Regions from separate parts of the Canis lupus genome. Here region 2 is linked to region 1. A link is a contact called in public Hi-C data. All regions are on one chromosome and are shown on one strand. Each heading gives the region's core, a stretch centred on a gene start, on an enhancer-like site or on the middle of the called end of the contact. The rest is flanking DNA. Distances are from core to core; before and after follow the strand shown.

What was found. Hi-C and Micro-C count contacts between places; a contact is called where the count stands out from the background.
Region 2: a Hi-C map of blood shows a contact between it and region 1, with 1.9 times the contacts expected there. The contact joins the promoter of TBC1D23 here to the enhancer-like site in region 1. A contact is called at or near these places in 2 of 9 Hi-C or Micro-C datasets (both in blood).

The regions. Positions count from the first base shown.
Region 1 is chr33:7,010,606-7,015,161 of UU_Cfam_GSD_1.0, reverse strand. The region is part of intron 1 of CMSS1 (protein CMSS1); the gene reads right to left. The region is part of intron 1 of FILIP1L (filamin A-interacting protein 1-like); the gene reads left to right. Among named protein-coding and RNA genes, the nearest start is that of FILIP1L, 140 kb to the left of the region's middle. Within about 2 kb of position 3,276, at least 3 of the 20 cell types and tissues checked have an H3K27ac peak or open chromatin away from gene starts, as enhancers often do. A contact at or near this core is called in blood, where this site is marked.
Region 2 is chr33:7,285,413-7,290,610 of UU_Cfam_GSD_1.0, reverse strand. It overlaps TBC1D23 (TBC1 domain family member 23), which reads right to left and starts at 2,909. Exons shown (of 19, transcript XM_038582599.1): 1 at 2,701-2,909. The coding sequence starts at 2,753. It overlaps LOC106558146 (a long non-coding RNA gene), which reads left to right and starts at 3,140. Exons shown (of 3, transcript XR_005383202.1): 1 at 3,140-3,791.

The sequences.
Region 1 (4,556 bases), core at 2,027-4,526:
TAGTAATGGTTTCCTTATTAGTCCACCCACATTTGTAAATGATTGGCTAGAATTAGGCCATCAAACAAAATATGTTAACTGGTCCATAAAGAAACCCACCTTACAGTCCTGATCTCAGCAGTGTCATGGTCCATTCAAGAGATTCCACTCTATTATTTTTTCTGATAAAATGTGGAAGTTAAATAGCTTGGTTAACATATTTTATTATTTTTGCTATACATTTTAGGGTCTCTATGGTAAAACCAACTATTTGTTGTTGCTGTTGAAATGTATTCCATGGGGATACCAACAAATTGTATTCCTTTCAAAGGCCCATGAAAACAAATCATGTAGGCATATTTACTATCTTCACTTCTTATATTCAATCCATCCAACATCTTTCTGACTCCACTTGCATGGCCTATAGGCCTCCTCATCTCATACTGAACCACTGCAACATACCCTTTAATTTGTTTCCTCTGCCTCAGATCTCTCTAATTTACCCTCCATTCAGCTGCTGGAAGGACCTTTCAAAGATGTAAAGCCATTAATGTTATGTTATTTTCTGGTTCAAATCTCTTTTCTGGTTTCCTATTGTCTCTGGGATGATCAGTGGCATTGTGTGACAGACTTTCTTTCCATGCTATGCTGCTGCCTGCTCCTCTAGCCCTATGGTCCTTACAACAGAACAAACGGGGAACAGCTCATGCCAGGTTGCTTCATCTCTCCATGCCAGTGGCCATGATGTTCTATCAAGAAGACAAGAAATAGCAGAAAATCTCAACATTTCACTATCTCTCTTGCCATTTGTTGGTTGGAGTAAAAGGTGTGGAGCCTTTGGTAAACAATCTCAACTCAGGAGATCCAGGCTTTGGCTTTCCTGGACTCAGGTCATCATGGCAACTGATACTGGTCTACATTTCATCTGCAAACTCATCAGGATCACTTTCATTAGTGCTCTCAAACCAGACACTTATTTAGAAAATGACTTTTGGAGAAGTTCACCAGAAATAACAGATCCTATGTATACTGTTCTCATCTCAAAGTGACACAGGTTTTAGCACCTAGCGATAGTAATTCTGAAATGCTCTATAGTAACAAATCATACTATCATGAAAATGGCCACATTTTTCATTCATTTAACAAGGTTGCACAATGTGGTTAGGTTTCTCTATCATTTCTTGGAGAAAAAAATTTCAGCAAAATTTTCCTATGGAAAATCATAGTCAACAAAAAGGCAAAAAATTGTCAAATTATGAATAAAGGAAAATTTCTTAAATACGTGTACAGAATGTCTTCAACTTATGCCGTTTATACCAAATAATGAGGGCCAGTCTTTGAAAGAAATATGATTTTTCTAAGTATATGTTTACGTTTAATATTACCATCTGGGGGACACCTGGCTGGCTCAGTCAGTGGAGCATGGGATTCTTGATCTCAGGGTTACAGGTTTGAGTCCCACACTCAGTGCAGAGATTACTTAAAAATAAAATCTTAAAAAAAAATTACCATCTAATCCTTGAGAACTGCAAGCTCACAGTTCGCGGATCTAGTCTCCTAAGATGGGAAAATTTCAAATGTGTGTGTGTGTGTGTGTGTGTGTGTGTGTTTAAAGACTTTCTTTCCTTTCTTTAGTTGGAGGGAGGGAGGGAGGGAGGGAGGGAGGGAGGGAGGACGGGGGAGGGGAGGGGGGAGGGAGGGAGGGAGGGAGGGGGGGGAGGAGGAGGACGGAAGGAAGAAGGAAGGAAGGAAGGAAGGACGGGAAGGAAGGAAGGAGGGAGGCGGGAAGAAGGGAGTAGGTATGGGGGAGGGCGTTGAGGAGGGAGGGAGGGAGGGAGGGAGGTAGTGCTGGATGTGTTTATGTAGTTGATTTCTTTATTCTGGCATTATTAGTCCTTCTTCCTTATTACTTCTTCGCTTCATCTTTCTTCTTTCTTCTTTCTTTTCTTTCTTTCTTTCGTTCTTTCTTTTCTTTTCTTCTTTCTTTCTTTTCTTTCTTTCTTTCTTTCTTTCTTTTTCTTTCTTTCTTTCTTCTTGTGTAAGCATGGGGAGGGACAGAGAGAGAAAGAGAGATAATACTAAACAGACTCCCCATGGAGCATGGAGCCCAATACAGGGCTCAATTTCACCACCCTGAGATCATGAGGGAATGGTGAGCCGAAATCAGGAGTCAGACGCTTAACTGAATGAACCACCCAGGAGACCCTTCAAATCTATTTCCTGCAAAATATGGCTTTCTAGGAAAGTGTTCATTTTTGACTACTTTGTAATGTTTTATATCTAGGTAGACCACAGGTGACTTTCAGAATGATACCTGGAATACAGAGAGAATACATGACAGCATTAGATGCAATGTGGCTTTCTCTTCTTTTCATTCTTCCATGTTTAGCAAAAATTAAAGCAATAGGCACACCTCAAAAGTGAGTAATTTTAAAGTCCTTTCAAGTTCCAGTTACCGAGGGTTTCATTTAATATGATACTCAATGAGTTGACTTTTCCTAAAATGCAACTTCAAAGAAATAAAAGTCACTTGGCTTAATTTCTTCTTCATAGAAATATTAATTTTTCATTTATAAAAGGCTAAGCCCCAAACAATAACCATTAAAATTAAATACTATTGTTTAGGGACTTTTCTTCCAAAGCAAAGATTTTGACTGTCACTTAAGCACACACAACACCTCAGCTGTGAGCATCAAGACCTGTGACCTGGGCAGAGAATGCCTACAAGTAGGGGGTCATGTTTTAAACTACTTAATTGTTCAGTCCTTGATGTCCAGTGCCTCTAGCACCTAGAGTATGTTCAGTGAGAATTTGTTCAATGAAGAAAGAATGAAAATGTCCACAGTAGCAAGTGAAAGCAATAGAATAGAATGAGTAAGACTGTTGATGTATAGAATATCTTAAATTCACTCAGAAAAGATAATAGAAACAGACCAAAACCCTCCTGTTTTCAACAATTATGCTTAGTAGTTTGGCCTTTACTTTCTGACCCTTAAAGTACTTTTAAAAGTAGTTAACTTATTAAGTATCATTGTACCCTGAAGGGTAAACGGACACATTTATCACTTAATCTACAAGTGGAGAAATGGAAGTATAGCTAGAGAAAAGGAGAGAGACTGAGAGACAGAGACAGGGGGGCAAGGAGAAAGAGGAAGAAAAAGACATATATTGTATAGGAAGAAGAAAGAAAATTTCAAAATGAAATCAGACTTCCTCTTTAACATTTTACCAGCACAGTTCATGGTTCATGGTGAGAAACCCACACTCTGGAACCAGACTGCCTAGGTCTGACTCCTGGGTGTGTTGTTTACTAACTGTGTGATCTCACATATACCATGTGCTTGGTTCCCTTATCTGATTAATGGGGATGATAATAGTACCTACTTCATAGGCTTGATATAAGGATTAAATTAAACAACATAGATGTAAAATTCTTAGAAAAGTATGTCAATTGTAAGTTCTGTTTAACTATTGGTCATTATTATTATTATTCCTTCTACCAAGCCAGTGAAAATTAATTTTTGGGGGCTAGGGTGAGGACATGTGTATTTTGGCAATAGAATTCTTTCTTGAAAACCAAACATTACACAGAATCTGTTTATTTAAAACAGATAAAGGTAATTTTCACTTCTAAAAAAATTAAAGCTTTTTAATTAATTGAAAGGCTTGAAACAGATATGGCAAGACTTTTTTTTGCCTCAAAGTATAATTATTATAAATATTTAAAAACTGTTTAAATTTACATAAGTATAAATCAAGAAAAGAACAATATGTGCTCATACTTTAATGCCATGGTACAGCATACTAGCTATTCACTTGTTACTGTATAAGTAACTGGTGTGCTGTGAAGGTAGGTGTTATTGACATTGCCTGACATTTAATTGACTCCTGTGTTTGTGCTTGCCAACAGTGGCCTCTGCTTTTGCAATTCTACATGTGTGGATACACATGGGGTTGCATTTGAGGATGTAGAGCCACACCCTTCCTATTCAAGTTCAAGTTTACACTGATATTCCAGTCTACAGATAATGTGAAGTGGTGGCAGACTTCATGAGGTTTAAAACAAAACAAAACAAAACAAATTAACAAAACAACATTTTTAAGTTGGTAGCTCTCCAATGTGATGACTTAGTATTTAAGACATTTTAGTGATTTATTAAAATTTCTAGACAGGTAAAATATTTGTAAAATAACATTTGAACCACATGTTTGTAGAATTCCTGAAGCACATCAATAGAATAGTTTAATCAATTAATTTAAAAGATTTATTTATTTATTTGAGAGAGAGAGTGAGTGGGAAGAGAGATAGAGGGAGAGAGAGAATTTTAAGCAGACTCTGTGCTGATCACTGAGCCTGATGTGGGGCTCAATCTCATGATCCTCAGAGCCAAAATCAAGAGTCAGATACTCAACCAGCTGAGCCACCTGCACCCCTCAATAGAACTGTTTAAAAACCAAAGGACTAGAAATCTGATTTCATCTAGCATATCGAAAGCTGGTAAGAATGTCATATCCTAAAAAAGAAGAAATAGCTGAATAAAATATAAAATGTAACATTCCTTGAGCCCAGAGAGCTG
Region 2 (5,198 bases), core at 1,660-4,159, 280 kb before region 1:
GGCCATTTAACATAGTAACAATCTTCCCTTTTTGCCTAGACAGGTCACTGTATTACAGAAGTATAACAGTAACTGATCTTCTTAACTGTGCCTACTCTAACTAGACCACAAATTCCTTGAGGACAGGGACCTAGTTTTATTCTTACACACTTATATCTACAAACTGAATGACCCTAAGTCACTGAGGTAAGTTCAGGTTAGGCAAAGAGATATATAACACATTTCAGAAAAATTTCCATCTGACAAAGGTACAATAAAAACGTGAAGTGGGACGCCTGGGTAGCTCAGCAGTAAGTATCCAACTCCTGGTTTCTGCTCAGATCATGATCTCAGGGTCATAAGACAGAGCACCGCGAGGAGCCTAAAGATTCTCTCTCTCTCTCTGCCCCTCCGCCACCTCCCCGCCACACATGCTCTCTTTCTCTCTCAAGAACAAACCCTCCCCCTTCCATAACAACCTCTTCACCAGTCTAAGAACAGAGGCTTTACCAAATCTATGGCTCCAAATCCAAATGTCTTCTCTGACTGTATTCAAACTCGCTCTGAGGGTACACCCGAGTGGAGTACGCAGAGAAAAAGATTACATACATGGGAATGGAAGCAGAGCAGAAACCACAGAACCCCTCCGGGTTCCTCCATTCATAAAAATAAAAACGACAAAAATTGAAAGCCACAAAAAACATACAGCAACCGTAGAAGAGAACACATGCTACTGCTAACAACTATTAATTCCATGTTCTTTGCCTGTGAATCACTGGTATTCACAATCCTCCTAAGAGCTTCTTGAAGATACTTTACTCTAGAAACATTTCTCCTCATGGCCTCCAATAAGCTGATCAGAGTCAGTTTATGATACAATTCACCCTTCCAAGACAGCACATTTACGAAGTTCTAGTCATTACTCCCCAAACAATCATTAGTTTTCTTGCCTGTGTCCATGGTCCGGCTATTACTCCATTCAGAGCCCTTTCCCACCAGTTAATGCACTATCCAGTATGTTAGCCACCAGCCGTGTGTGGCTACTTAACATTTGAAATGTGGCTAGATCCAGTTGAGATGTAAGGTAAAGGTAAAATAAAATATATGTTGAATTTTGAAGTGTTACAAAAAGAGACGTAAAACTGTCTAATTGGTTTCTTTTAACAATATGTTGAAGTAATATTTTGGATATAAATAATTTCAACTGGTTTTGTTTTGGTTTTTAATGTGGCTACTAGAAAATGTCAAATTACAGGGGCACCTGACTGGCTCAGTCAACGGAACATGTAACTTTTGATCTCAGGGCTTTGAGTTCAATCAAGCCCAGGTTGGGTGCAGAGGTTACTTAAATTTTTTTTACATCTTTAAAAAAAAAAAAGGAAATGTTTAAATTACATATGTGGCTTACATTCCACTTCCACTGGACAGCACTAGTCTAAATCCTGTGGACTCTTCAAGGCCTAATTCAAACATCTTTGCTTCCTTGACGCTTTCTCCAATAACTGCAAGTGGAAGTCGCTTCTGTCCCCCCTGAAACCCCATAGCGCTTTCACTCACATTCCCAAAGAGCTGGATCAATTTAACTTGCTCCCGAGTGTAACTGTCACAGCTCCAATATAAGCAAATTGAGAAAAGAAACTACATCCAGGTCACCGGTGCGTCTTCCTGCCGAATCCTGGAGTGCACATGCACGCACCTAGGCGGTACTGGACGTCTGCGGATTCGGGGCTGGGTTTCTCAGTTACTATCTTATCTGAACCTTTCGATGATCCCGTTTCTTTCTCAAGGATTAAAGTCCACGTCTAAAATGTCCCGTACGATTCTCAGGCCAACAGCTTAATACACGAGCTGTATACATGTCATAGGATGAAAAAGCAAACCTGAAACTATCTAACACATACAGTCAGTGTACTTCAATATAAAAATCCAAAAAGCCTCTAGAGGCTCTATCTTTTTTTTATGATACTGTCCCTAAAAACGTCTTGTAAAGATCAACTATTTCAAAAGTAGGAAGGGGCCTTTCCCGAAGACTAGCGACACTGGATAAAGCCGACCAAAAACATGACGGGAGGGGCCCCCCGGTTGCCCCGAGGCGGCCGGGCAGGCGCAAAGGCTGGGCAGCGGCGAGCGCGGCTCCCGCGAAGCCCCGGGGCCGCCCCGGTCGGGCTCTGGGGAAAGCGGCAGGAAGAAAAACGACTTGTGGGGCCCGAATCGTCAGAACCGTTGAAACGCAAAACAAATAAAAACTAGAATAAGAACCATCTCAAGTCTGTGGGCAGGATCCTCCCCGGCGCGTCGCTCCCCCGCAGGCAAGGGTCGCGGGGTCACGCCAAGGGCCGGGTCCTCAGATGCGAGCCCCGCGCCTCGGACGTGCGTCCCCGAAACTTCCTCCCGAGCCAACCTACTGGAACTCCCGGGACCACGGGTCTCGGCTGAGCCCTGCCCTGAAGCCAGCCTCTCCAGCGCGTCCGGGGCCCCGGGACCCTCACGGGAGCCCCGCGGTGAGGCCCAGGCGCTGGGCGACCCGCTCTCCCGCGGAGGCCCGCCTCAGGCCCGTACCGAGAGGGCCCGGCCCGGAGAGGGGGCGGGGCAGGCCAGTGGACGCGGTCCAGGCGGGTCCCCGCGCTCCACGCCGGCGCCCGCCGGTGCCTGCGGGACCGGCGGGAGCGGGGGAAGGAAGAACCGAGGGGCAGCCGGAGTCAGCCCCGGGCTTTCACTCACCAGCCCTCACCGCTCGACGTTGGCCGGGGCTGGACCTCTTCTCCTTCCGCCATTGCTGTTGACGTCCACGTCACTTTGCCGAAAAGTGGACCCGGCGCCGGGACCGACTCCTGAGACTCAATGTCGTAAAAGATCCTCGGAAGTCTGGGAACGAGCTCCGGGAGAGGAAAGGAGAAAGGGAGGAGGCGGCAAGGGACGGGCGGAACGCAACGTCACGACGTCCCCACGGCGAAAGGCGGCGGGGCGGGGAGCGGGGGAGGAGACCTGGTCCGAGCCGCTGCCCTGTCAAAGACTACGAGTCCCAGGATGCCCTGGGGAGCCGGGCGGAAGGAGGGCGTGGGAGTGGGCGGGGCTGGGCGGGGAGTGGGCGGGGCGGGGCGGGGAGTAGGCGGGGCTCGGCGGGGGAGCCGGACTCCGCGGGGGAGCGCGACCCGGTCCCGGCCGCGGCGGGCGTCGCGTCTTCGCGTCCTTGGGGCTTGTCCGCCGCCTTGGGCGTCCTACTAAGCAAGACCGGAATTGGGAGCCGCAGCTCGTGGAGGGCGGGGCGGGGGAGCGTCGCGGGGTAGCCGCACCGCAGCCCTTTCCCGCGGCGACCGCGGGGTCCCGGGAGAGTTGGAAGCGAGGGAAGGTTTGCGCGGCGCGGTCCACGGAGCACCAGGCGGGCCGCATGCTTTCGGCCTCAAAACTTGAAAGCTGTTGGGGAAAAACGCGCTGAAAATAAAGGAAACGGGCTCTAGACTCCCGCCTTTATATATAGCTTCCGCATAAGCTGGGAGGTCAAATCCACATTCGGGTTTCTAGAGCTCCCGGGGTTGCAGACCGAGCTGCCGCTCCGCTTCCTCCCCCCGCCGTCCTCACCGTCCGTCCGTCCGTCCGTCCGCCCGCGCAGCCGTGCCTGCAGCTCCAGGCTCCGTCCGCGCGCCCGGCGCCGTCGAGGCCGCGGCTCTCGGCTCCGTGACTGGCCCCGGGGACGCCAGCTGCGGGGCTGCGTCCCCCGAACGGGACGTTAAACGCGCAAAGCAGATTGCGGAGGGTCGGAGGAGGCGCGGCGTTCGGAGACGCAGCACCGTATACCGTACGGGCAGATGCAGGTGTGCTTTTACAAATGAAAGGGAAAAAATAAAATAAAATAAAAAGGAAGGGGAAGGACGGGAGAACTGGAATGAACGGCAGTTCTCACGCAGCCACACAGTAGCGAAGGCGGTGAGAACGAGTTTATTCAAAAACGAACTGACACCCAGTGCCCCCAACCCCCGCCCACTTCCCCTTCCGCTACCCCTGGGAGACGGGCACCGAGGGGGGCACTTGGGATGAGCACTGGTCTTGGGTTGTATGCTGGCAAATCGAACTCCAAAAAGAAAAAAAAACTTAAAAAACAAAAACGACTGACCGCACGGGAAAGAGCCGAGCTCCATTCCAACCGGTGCAGAGGTGCTTACATGGGGGAGGGGGAGACTGGGGCTCAGTAGAATTTCTTTCTTTTATTTATTATTTATGATAGTCACAGAGAGAGAGAGAGAGAGAGAGAGGGAGGCAGAGACACAGGCAGAGGGAGAAGCAGGCTCCATGCACCGGGAGCCCGACGTGGGATCCGATCCCGGGTCTCCAGGATCGCGCCCTGGGCCAAAGGCAGGCGCCAAACCGCTGCGCTGGGGCTCAGTAGAGCAGAGAAGTGACAAGTCACGGAGGCTCGGCCAGCCGGCTGCGATGAGGCAGCTGCACCTGCTCGCTGGCAACCTGTGGGGTCAGAACCTGCTCTCCCCCAGAGCTGGGGGGCGGCCCTGTCCTTCCCGATGATTACATTTCAAAGGGATGATTCTCAGGTCCCGGAGAAGGACACTCTGGGCTGTGAGAGGAACATACTCCCAGTGGTCAGCCCTTTCTAACAGATGCCCAAGAAAGGGAAGCCAGGAGCCTGGGGTCAGGATTGGCTGCAACAAAGAGGAAATTCCCCTGGCGCTTGAACTCTCTCAATGGGGCGTCTTAGTGGGGGGCTGCATCTCCAAGGGGGCTAGAGCCCTCCTGGGGACGTGCTCTTAGGTTGCTAGAAAACGTGCGAGTTTGGTCACATGTCTTCGTGCAGAAGTTTGCATGAGTCGTTATCCGCGGAAAGTCCTGCAGCTCTCAGAATTACATTTAGGGAAGGAGAAGAAATGGTTTCAATTGTATTTTTAATATTCTGTGTTGTGCCCAAGACTGCGAATCTGAGAAAACCACCAAGGAGCCGACACGGATGCAAGTACATGAGGGTTTATTAACAAGCTGGAGCTTGGGTCCGAGTATACCCCACGGGGCGGGGCAGGGACTTGAACCGGGAGGAGGGGTACAGCTGGGTGTTTATGGGCTGGTCTAGGGGTAAGGTGGGGTTTTTCTAGGGTGGGGGTGTGAGAATCTCCAGTAAAGAGGTCCCACGAGCTCTTGCTTCCTTATTCCGATAAGGGCTGCTTTGTGGTTTTCTCTGTGGCCGGGCGGGGTAAGGCAGACTGGGTACCTGGTGA